2 separate regions of the Mus musculus genome follow, and region 1 is linked to region 2. A link is a contact called in public ChIA-PET data. All regions are on one chromosome and are shown on one strand. Each heading gives the region's core, a stretch centred on a gene start, on an enhancer-like site or on the middle of the called end of the contact. The rest is flanking DNA. Distances are from core to core; before and after follow the strand shown.

Evidence for each region. ChIA-PET counts read pairs in DNA pulled down with a chosen protein or histone mark.
Region 1: a contact with region 2 is called in an RNA polymerase II ChIA-PET map of memory CD8 T cells, with 12 read pairs. The contact joins the promoter of Ddhd1 here to the promoter of Ptger2 in region 2. A contact is called at or near these places in 1 of 39 promoter capture datasets (stem cell-derived epiblast-like cells) and 1 of 115 datasets of contacts at active chromatin or transcription factors (memory CD8 T cells).

Annotation. Positions count from the first base shown.
Region 1 is chr14:45,655,121-45,660,254 of GRCm38.p6, reverse strand. Ddhd1 (DDHD domain containing 1) reads left to right here and starts at 2,112. Exons shown (of 14, transcript NM_001042719.2): 1 at 2,112-3,033. The coding sequence starts at 2,244. Mir5131 (microRNA 5131) reads left to right here and starts at 2,202; the gene lies at 2,202-2,294.
Region 2 is chr14:44,983,739-44,989,501 of GRCm38.p6, reverse strand. Ptger2 (prostaglandin E receptor 2 (subtype EP2)) reads right to left here and starts at 1,391. Exons shown (of 2, transcript NM_008964.4): 1 at 1-1,391. The coding sequence starts at 537.

The DNA of each region.
Region 1 (5,134 bases), core at 863-3,362, 670 kb before region 2:
GACAGGGTATGCCAGCCATATCCTGTAACAGGCAGGGACTAAGGGATGCTGGGAGAACCTGGAGGTCAGGTCTGCTTTGATATTAATAGGCACCGTAGCCATTTGTCCCAGGGTTTGAGACTTGACACTGTATCTACCACTTTTAATTACACTTTAATATAGCATCTCCTAAGCTAGAGGATCCTGGTTCTCTTTGGCATCGGAAGCATACAGAAGTGTCTGTACATGGGTAACTATCAGAACAGTGTGGATCAATGCCTCCATGAATAAAACACAGTTCAAAGTTCATACTCAATTTCTTACTCTGCATACTATTAATAGAGACATTGGGAAAGAATTTGGGATGCAGAAATGCAGATGCTTTGTTAGTGGGGCTGTAATGTACAAGTGGACAGACTGCTCACTGAGCAAGATTATCCAGCCAATCCAGTCGTTATGGTAGAAAATACCACCCATGTTCCTCTATTTATCATGAATTGCAACAGTATCATCTGCCCATAGAAAGCAGGGCCTTCCAACAGATCCCTCCAAAAGCACAGGGCACAACAGAGATGAGCCTGATTGAAATAATGACTTTGAAGGCTCTCTGACAGGTTACATCCTGAGAGCAAGACAACTTGCCCTACTGACCTGTTTCCACAAAGTAAACATTAACAGTGAAGACTGTCTGTTCTTGAAGTAAGAGCAAGATTGGAGATTGTTTTCTCAAGATAGGATGGGTTTATAAAATGAATTTTTTTTTCAATTTAAGAGAATGGTCTGAGGTGACAGAGTGCCTCAGCTATAAAACAGGATTTCTATGAAGTTACAGCTGACCTTGACCAAACTCATCAGTCAGCCACAGTCCAAATAATCTCTGCTGGGGCAGCCTGTTCCCCAAAATGAACTGCCTTTTAATAAAACAGATAATTCCAGGAAAGGTACATCATAGACCGACACATAGCTCTATGGCTGCAAGAATTTCATTTCCAAGCCACCCACTTGCCTCTATAAAGGGCCCCAGCTAGTTTACTCCCTTCTAAGACACCCATTTCCCTCCGGAGAGTGTCTTTCCTTCTTTGTTTGAAATAAACTGTCCATCTGTTGAGGTCAGACTCTGGTCTCTGTCTTCTCTTTACTCTGTCTTGGAAGTCTAACATAACAGAGCCTCCGTGTCTCCCTGAAACCAGGAAGTGAGTTACAGAATCAGAGTTATACTAAAAACAAAAACCAAACCAAACTTGGGAAGGCTTAAAAGCCATAGAATTACTAGAGACCGTCCGGTGCAACGATCTCCTACTTATAGCAAGGAATAAGACAAATAGATAAAGGAGATTAAGTGACTTGCCTGGAGGTGGCAAAGCTGAGTTTAGAACCTAGGTTTTTGTTTTTTTTTTTTTCCTCTTTCAGTCTAATAATCTACCACACAAGGCTGGCAAGACCAGTTAGTTATAACCAAGGTACATCGAATGCGCACAGACTGTGGGAAAAGACTAAGACATAGGGACTTGGTTTCCATCCAAGGCCTTACTGCACTACAGAAAGAACAGGAAGCATAAGGACAAGAGGGCAAGCAATCTAAAGAACTGGCACAGTGACTCTAGGACGCCAGTTTTGTAAGTGGGAGTGGTCGTGCCCAGGTGAGCAGCAGGCGTAGAGGTGGGGTGCCTTCTGTATGAATGGGCTGAAGGTTGGGAAAGGGCCAAACCAGGTGACCGAGCAGGTCTTTCGGATGCTGAAAGCAGGCCTAAAGCCAGGAACGTGAGCTAGCAACTTCCAGGGCCCCTCTGGGCATACAGCTGAATCACCCACGGGGCTCATGACCCGAAAGTGTAAAGATGAGTGGGCGAGAGCCTCACTGCGGCTGGCATCCAGGGGCGTGGAAGCGAGGGGGCGGAGCCACTGCGTCGAAAGTCGTGAGGCAGGGGCTCCACGGATGCCGAGACCGCCGCGACCCCGTCTGACCCCCGCTTCCAGGCGCGGAAGACTACGTACAGCCTAGCGCCAAACGGGAGCTCCAGCAGAGTCCTCGGGCCTTCCGGGGAGGCGCGCGCGGCTGGGGGCGGGGCCCCTGTGGCCCCGCCCACGCAGGGCTGCGTAACAATGGGGCGGGCCCCGGAACGGCGCTGCGGCGGCCGGGGGCCGGCGGGGAGGCGGAGTCGCCTCGGCCGCAGCTGCTGCCCTGCTCGGGATTTGAAAGATTATAAAGTCCGGGCCGAGAGGGCGGCGGCGTCGGATGCGCGTGTGGCGGAAGCGCCGGCGGCATGAACTACCCGGGCCGCGGCGCCCCACGGAGCCCCGAGCGTAACGGCCGCGGCGGCGGTGCCTGGGAGCTGGGCTCGGACGCGGCGGGCGTGTTCGGCGGCGGCGGCTGCTGCTTCGAGCACCAGCCGGGCGACAGCGTGCCGCTGTCGCTGCTGCGCGCCGAGCCGCTGCACCTGGCACCGGGCGCCGACGACCTGAGCCACCTGGCTCTGGACCCGTGCCTCAGCGACGAGACCTACGACTTCAGCTCGGCCGAGTCCGGCTCGTCGTTGCGCTACTACAGCGAGGGCGAGAGCGCGGGCGGCGGCAGCTCTTCTTCGCCTCCGCCGCCGCTCGTCGCCCAGAACTCGGGGGGCGGCGGGGCGGCGGGAGGGGGCCCCGGGGACAGGAAGCGCGCCCGGCCCGGCGGCGCAGCCGCCCGGCACCGCTACGAGGTGGTGACGGAGCTGGGCCCCGAGGAGGTGCGCTGGTTCTACAAGGAAGACAAGAAGACCTGGAAGCCCTTCATCGGCTACGACTCTCTGCGCATCGAGCTCGCCTTCCGGACCCTGCTGCAGACCACGGGCGCCCAGGCCCGGGCGGCGGGCCGCGATGGAGACCGGGTGTGTGGCCCAAGCTCCAGCTTCGGGGAGGAAGACGAGGAGGACAGCGCCTGCGGCTTCTGCCCGCGCGCGGCGGGGCCTGAGCCGGAGATGGAGGAGCTGGTGACCATCGAGCCGGTGTGCGTGCGCGGCGGCCTCTACGAGGTGGATGTCACTCAAGGAGAGTGCTACCCGGTGTACTGGAACCGTAAGTGGCTGGCCAGGGGCGGGCCAGGCTCGGCGCGCGCTGGACGGCGTTTGGGGGTTCGGTTGCCCCCGCGATGCCTGCCTCGGGTTAGGATGCAGGTTGCGCGGGGTGCCTCGGCAGGTGAAGGGTAAAAGAGCAGATGGCAGCGCCCAAGCTGCTAGCGGGGTCAGGAGGGGAGGATTCCGCCGGGGATTGTGCCTCCTGGGTGAGTAGAGTGCTGCTGCCATCCCCTGGAGGGTATCCAGGAACGGATCCCCAAGCCAGTAGCTTTAGTTTCTTGACCGTACCAGGGGCTTTGTCCACCTGGATATCTGATTCGGTCTCGTGTCTCCTGAAGCTCCTGTGATTTAAATAACATGTCCTGGAGTGAGTGGAAATGCTTGAGTGTTTTTATGAGAATCAACAGTTCAGCTTAAAACCTGAGAAGAGAAAAGCCCTGACGGGAAAGGAGAGTTACAATGTGTTATTCACAGTGGATGTGTTGGGCACAAGAGGAAAGAACTGCAGGAAGTGGCAGTGCGAAGTGGGTCCGTACCCTCTGTATAGAATGTTTTCATATCTCTTGGGTCCTTTTTACATATTTTTACTTTTGCTTCTTAACCTAGAAAAATTGCACGACCTCGGTTTTCACATCTGTTAAATGGGACTGTCATAAAGGTCTGAACGATGCTTTAGGCAACACGGGTAGGTTTAAAATCAGAATGAGGAAGGGTAATCCATAATCTGACGTGGCATGCAGCAGTTATTAATATATATGATATGTAGTAGTAACAAGTTATTGGCCATCAATAATTTGTACCATACAGTATTAACTTTATGGGCTTCAGTGCCCTTACTCAAATGTCTTTTCCTGATCTTTTGGCCCTCTATACATCTTATATTATTTATTCTGATCTATATTAATTATGTGTATTGATGGCTTAGCTTCCTTTCGGTTTATTTAGTAGCTTCTGGTCAGAGTCCACCACCTTTATCTTTGTACTCATAAAGCAGGTATTCGATGACTTGGTACCGAATTGCATCAGTGATTCTGATAATGCTAAAGCATGCATGCATTAGGTGCAAGTAACTATGATGGCAGATTCAGCACATTCCAAGTCAGGTATAGGTAGCATAGCAGGAAATTTCTTGCTACTCTTCAGGACAATAAAGGCAATAAAGGTTGTTAGTTTTTTAAAGATGAGACTCATATGGACTCTGTTAGGTCACCTCTTGATTATAAACTCACTGAGGACGGACTTAGTAGTTGTATGTGCTAGCACAGTACCTCTGTGCACATTGTTTGGAAACCCATGTCTTTCAGAGGCTTCCCATCCCATTTCTTTTTAAATGATCCACACATCACCATGGGTCTTTCCTGCAGATAAAAACACAGAACTTAGTGGACCCAGAAAGCAAGGTCAGAGGGGCTGGAGAGATGGGTCAGCAGGTAAGAACACCGAGGGCTCTTCCAGAAGACCCTGGTTCAAATCCCAGCCCCCATACTCCCCATGGCAGCTCACATCTGTCTGTAACACCATGATCTGACACCCTCACACGGACATACATGCAGGCCAAACACCAGTGCACATAAAGTAAAAACAATAAATATCAAAGGGAGCAGGGGAGTGAGAGCATAGAGCATCCTGGAAAGGGGGGCTGGAGAGTAAAGCTGTCTCTCCCTTAGCTTAGCCTTAGAGTGCTTGCACTAGACTGACAAGTTTAACACCTTACTCTGCTCACAAAGTAATTTTCACTGTGGAGCAAATTGATGTTGACTTTCATCCTACAAGGATGTAGCCTCAGTGTTATTAATGAACTTGACCAAGGTCACGCAGCTAGAAAGTGATGCAGTAAGCAGTAGTGAGGGAACACAGTGCCGTATGTATTTCACCCATCCAAAGGGACGCACAGGCCACCGTGGATGTAAGACTGAGTCTGCAGGAGTCAGAGGAAGCACGGGGATTAGAGAAAGGGGTTCCTCTCAGTTGGGGCCAGCATATCCAAGGATACAGAGGCGTGAAACTGCAGAGCAGTTGAAGGAATGAAGGCTGCACCTCTGAGGCTCAGGCATCCAATGTGGGTTTGGATCTGACCACCCCAGCAGTGTGGCTGTATGAGG
Region 2 (5,763 bases), core at 142-2,641:
GTACTCCCCGTAGTTGAGCAGCGGCAGGGAACAGAAGAGCAAGGAGGCCCCATAGATGACAGGCAGCACCGCCAGACCCCCGCGGCGCGATAAGTGGCGCCTGTAGAAGTAAGGGTACCCGATGGAGAGGTAGCGTTCCAGGGCCATAGCGAAGAGCATGAGCATCGTGGCCAGACTAAAGAAGGTCATAGTGAAAGCGAAATAGGTACACGCGTGACTTTCGGGAGCCAGGGCCACCAGGGTCTGGTTTCTTGAATATGAAGCCAGCACCACCGGGCTGATGAGGCAGGTTCCCAGCAGGTCAGTGAGCACCAATTCCGTTACCAGCACGTGAAACAAGGAGATAGAGGTCCTGCTGCCGGCGCTACACCCGGTGTCCCCACGCCAGCGGCGCGCCAACAGTGCCAGTGCGATGAGATTCCCCAGAACCCCGGCCGAGAACATCACCGAGCTGATGGCTGGGCTTTCCCCCGAAAGGAGCCACTGACGACTCTTGCAGTCCTCCATTAGCTTGGAGTCATTAAGAAAATTGTCCATGGTGGAGGGTGTGGAGGAGAGATGATATCTCTTCCAGGCAAGTACCAGACAGTCGGAGGGTCTGATGGCCCCAGGGCTCCAAGACAGAGCAGGGAAAAGGGGAGGGACCGAAATCCAGAGCTCCCTTCCGGCCCCCAACTCGCACCAAGGACAGACTTGTTTGGGTCTCCTGCCTGTACGTACAGTGGCCTCTTCACTACAATATCCGGTCGCTCTCGGTGCTTCTGTGCCTCACCTGCCCTAGCAGGGGGTGCTTGCCAGAGCAGCTGCTCCCTCCAGCGCCTTCAGGGGGCAAGTCCAGTAGTGGAATCCAGGAAAGCAATTTAGATTGCTTGCGAGCTGCTGCCGTGGGGCCAGGCAGGGCAGACACACACTGACAGGGCTCTAGAAGGGACCTGGGGGCGTTCCCAGCGCTCACCCTGAGCTGGCCCATAAGGTCTTCCTTCCTATGGGTTGGAAGTTGCAGTGCCTCTGACTTCAGCTCTGAAGCCTTTAGCCCTAGCAGAAGGCTGGGAACCAGCACAGTTTAATAAGACTGGGGTAACAGGAACTCACCAAACTGAGGTTAAGAGAGTCCAGCCCTGTGAGGTGTGGAGGAGGCACAAAAACATCAAGACAACTTGAAGTAAGAATATGAGAGAGGTTGTTGTTTTCCTTTAAAACAAAACAAAACACAAAACATCCAGAAAGATACCCAACAAAGGTGGGACAAAAACTGGAAGGAACTGAAAAGCAAACCTATCCATCCAAGAAATGGAACCGTGCACACCACAGAGTGGCCTTTGCCTTCCTATAACAACGACTTGCTTAAGCAATCCTAACAAAACAAAACAGGAACTGTTCTTGTAATCCTCTAGAGTCATGTTTGTGGCCCCAGATGGAAAACAAATGGCACTTAAGTGTTCTCTATTGAGGCTCAATCTTGAAGAATCTGTTAATACATTGTTCACATTCGTCTCTCCACAGTCAGTTAACCATTCGAAGGATTTATTCCCGGAGTGTTTTGGTAATTGGCCAGTTTCACAATGAAGCTGGCATAAATAGTTATTTATCATTTGTTGCCATAGTTACAGAGTAGTTAAAAATGCAGCAGTGTTTCTGGTTTTCTCAGTCCAGCCTGACAGACAACGTAGGCAAGGGTATACTACTAGAAAAAGTGTATTTCATGCAGAGAAAGAGAGTGTGCTGAGAAAGAAAGGTTTGCCCAGGAGTAAAAAGAAAGAGCAATGGAAAGATTATTTATGGAGTACACCTTGCTTCTCATGACTTAGCTCACCATGCTTCTGGCCTGGGGACTGGAGGGGTTTTCTAGCAAAATACGGGAAGCAGAATCCATTTGGGAGGCCTACAGGCTCATTTCCCACAGCTGAAGCTATCCACTCCATTGCTAAGTTTGTAGGGCATGGATGCAGTGGGTGTCAAACTCCTCTAGTTTCCTTTCAGGCTGTAAACTGCAGGCCAGTAGCGTCCTCCACACAGCCACCCAAAGTGGACTCTCCCATGTCCATCTTGTGCCATCTCCTCCCACATGGTTGGGGAATGAGCAGAACAGGCAAGACTCTGATGCTGTTTCCACTGTGTTTACTTTCCAAAGGCTTTTATACCCTTTCTGTTTCCATGGTCACCTTATAACAAAAGCCCCTTGTGGCTCTATTTCTATATAATTGTCTCTACCTTTTCACTACATGAGTGACATGACTCTGCTGACTTTAATGGATACCAGAGAAAATTCGAGATCTCATCCCTATACCCTCTGCCTTTTTCTGCTAGTCTCTACCCCAACTTAGTAGCACACTGTGAGAAGATTCTCACAGAGGTGTGTGGACAATCTAGTTTCTGATTACTAAGCTCTGTCCATACCCCTTCCTCAACAACCCCTCAGACCCTAGGGTATGCACTCCCTGCATGTGAGACAGTCTTGGGGATCCTGGGGGAAGAAGCCACTATGAAGCCCCAGACATGGGTTTAAGCAAGGAATTCCCTGGTGCAGGGAAGTTTGTCTACAGGACAGGTGGCTTTGGGGCTCCGTGAGTGATCCCTACTTAAAGGTGAATATGTCACAAGAAAAAGACCAGAGCTAGTTGTATAATTCTTAGGAGTTCATATCTTAGTAATTACTTTTCTGGGCTTCGTGATTTCATTTGCAACATATTCAAATTAGCATTTTTGTTTGTTTGTGTGTTTGTTTCCAGTAGTTGCACAGAGAGAGCTAGCAGTCCTACTGTGTTCCATGTTTCAGCAGTCTCACTGGATGCTTAGTTTGCCATCTCTACCTACTCAGACCATCAGGTCGGTTCAGTAAATTGAATTATCTTCTGTAGTTTGAAAGTGGCTTCTTCCCATTTCTAATTGTAGTGTCAGCATCCCAGTACAAGTTCAGTTTATCCAGAGTCTAGGATTTCTTAATAGAAAAATATATTAACACCCTCAGTTTTAGAATTGGGACATACAGCTTTGCTAATTTTCAGTTCCTGTTCATGAAGCCATTGTGTTTGGGGAACACCATGTGATTAGTAATTGTGTGTCAACTTGGTCAGGCATGGGATGCCCAGGAGCTGACTAAACAGTATGTCTGACTATATCTGGGAGGTGTTCTAAAGAACTTAGCATCCACATTGCTGGACTGACTAAGGCACATAACAGCTCCATTGTGGGTGGGCCCCATCTGGTCTGTTGCTGAGTGAATAGCACTAGGAATATAGGTGAAGGTTGATACCCAGCTTCATTTGGGGCATTGATCCGCCATTGACATTCCTGATTCTCAGGCTTTCAGGCTGACTAGAATCTCAACTTTTAGCTCTTCAGTCTTGAGACTTCTTCCAAACATAACACTGGCTTTACAAGTAGACACACATAGAGAGCCACATGTAAATCAAGGGCTGGAATACAGACTGAGAAAGCTGTTGCTAGGCAGTTTTGTTATTTGAGTGTGACGTACACTATTGACAAAAACATTGTGTATCATATGACTTTGTATACAGAACACACATAAAGAGAAAGACATATACAATTGGTCCTATTTCTTTGAGGATCTCTGACTAATACATATTACTTGAAATATAAAATTCATATTTTCCTTTATGGATCTGTAACTCAGGGGCTTTGGAAGGGAAGCTACTTACCATAGGTCATTTTTCAAAGGCAGGCAAAGATAAACATGAAAGGAAGGAGAACTACTTGGAGGAAGCTAACACCGGGGCTTGCATGTTTCTATTTGCAGGAGTTATGTCTTTCAAAACACTCAAACTTTACTTCTTGATATCTATGCATGTCTAAATAATTTTTTTCAAAGAGAATTCTAAGAACACTATCTGTGCCCTGTAATAAACTACACAAGGCTCACACCATTCACTGTAGCAAACAGAAGTCACTGAAAACTAGAGGTTAGATTTAAAGGATGGTTTTGGCGACAGTCCACAGAGTCCTGGGAAGTTTCTAGGTGGTCTGCTGGTAGATGCTTGTACATGCTGGTACATGCTTGTACATGCTGGTAGATGCTTGCGATCCTCCAGCTCTGTCAGATCTATTCTTTGGCTTTTTGGAGCAAGGCTCTTCCCCTTGTTTCTATGCTAGTCAAGATTCAGCCAGAGAAACAGGTCCACTGTTAGAGATAAATAATGCAGATTTTATTGTTATAAGCCTTTCATTGTCCAATCGCTAGCCAGTAGCCACATGACAGTTTAGATCTAAGTTTATTAAAGGGAAAAAAAATGAAGTTTCTCTAGGTATAGTTCTAGCTATTAGTGACTCCCCTTCGAAGAAGCTCATATGTGGAATATTTTTTTCATTGCAGAAGTTAAGAGTCCTTTAGGTTGTACAACAGTGGTTGTCACCTTCCTAACGCTATGGCCATTTAATTTAATTCCTCATGGTGTGGTGACCTCCGACCATAAAATTATTTCATTGCTACTTCATAAATGTAATATTCCTACTACTATGAATTGTAATGTAAATATTTGATATGTAGAATATCTGATATGCAACCCCCAAAAGGGCCGTGACCCACAGGTTGAGAACCACTGTCTACATGATGTGGGGATTGGTAGCAGAGACTACAGTGTTTGTCCCTATCCTTGGTTCTTGTTTTGAGCCTGAACCTCATTAAGGACCTGCTAGAACTCCTGTTAGAGAAGAACTCCTGTCATAGAGGATAGCAACCTCAGAACCATAAAGGTAATCTAGAACTCAGGAAGGACTGAATGAAGCCTTTGAGGACACACTGGATGTGCACGTGTCTTACTTAGCACCTCCAGTCTTAGTGGCATCAGTATCCTGCAGAAGAAGCGTCATGGTCTAAAGATGTACTTGACTTGAGATTTGAAGAAACCATTGGTGGAGATCGAGGAGCTTCAAGTCCAGGTGATGTCCTATGCAGCAGGATAAGCCAGCCTATCAGAGGGAGTGTGGGAAAGCCACCAGCATGCCCAGAGACTTGCATTTTGTCTTTAGAGCAGGGCCAGCATGATGCTGCTTCTCTGCTGCCTTTCAGATCGCGTGCAACATGCCGCTTGTGACAAGCACTGGCCTTACTGTGCAAGGCTTCTGGATGATACTTTCTGCTTGGCTGGAAGACACAGGCCAAGCTTACCATTCGGCTTCTTCAAGGGTTCAGGCATCCCACCTGCAGTGAAGGCAGGGCAAGAGGAGAGATGGTGTCCTGAGTGCTCTGCTCCGCCCTACTCTGCCTTCTCATTAGAAAAACAAAAGGCTTCCCGGGAACACCGAGGCAGGCAAAGGAGGTAGAAACAACGTTTGGATTAGTCCGAAGCATTTAAAAAAAATCTACTGAGAGAGTTCTCATTTGAACTTCATGGTGCACTCACTTCCTAGTTTGAAAATTGTTATTTGAGTAGCAAATTAAACATGCAAACTTCCTTAAAAAATGTATCTTCAAGAGAGCAAATCGGTCCAAATGATAAATGTTCTACATTATAGAAGACTATCGACTAAGGCTACCGAAAGCAAGACAGGATCAGATAAACAACAGTCTGTAATTCCTATTAAAATCAGCAATTTAGTTACTATATTGAATTACAACTAAAGTGTTTAAGTACTTGGTTGCTGGGAACTAGAAACTCACATAAGACCCAATTTAACACTACAGAGATTGCCTTTTTTTGTGGCTGATGGTGAAAGAGGGGCTATAGGTTCAGTGAAAAGCTCAAACTGGGCCAACAAGCCCATCGGGTAAAGGCTCTTGCCACCAAGCCTCTTGACTTGAGTTTG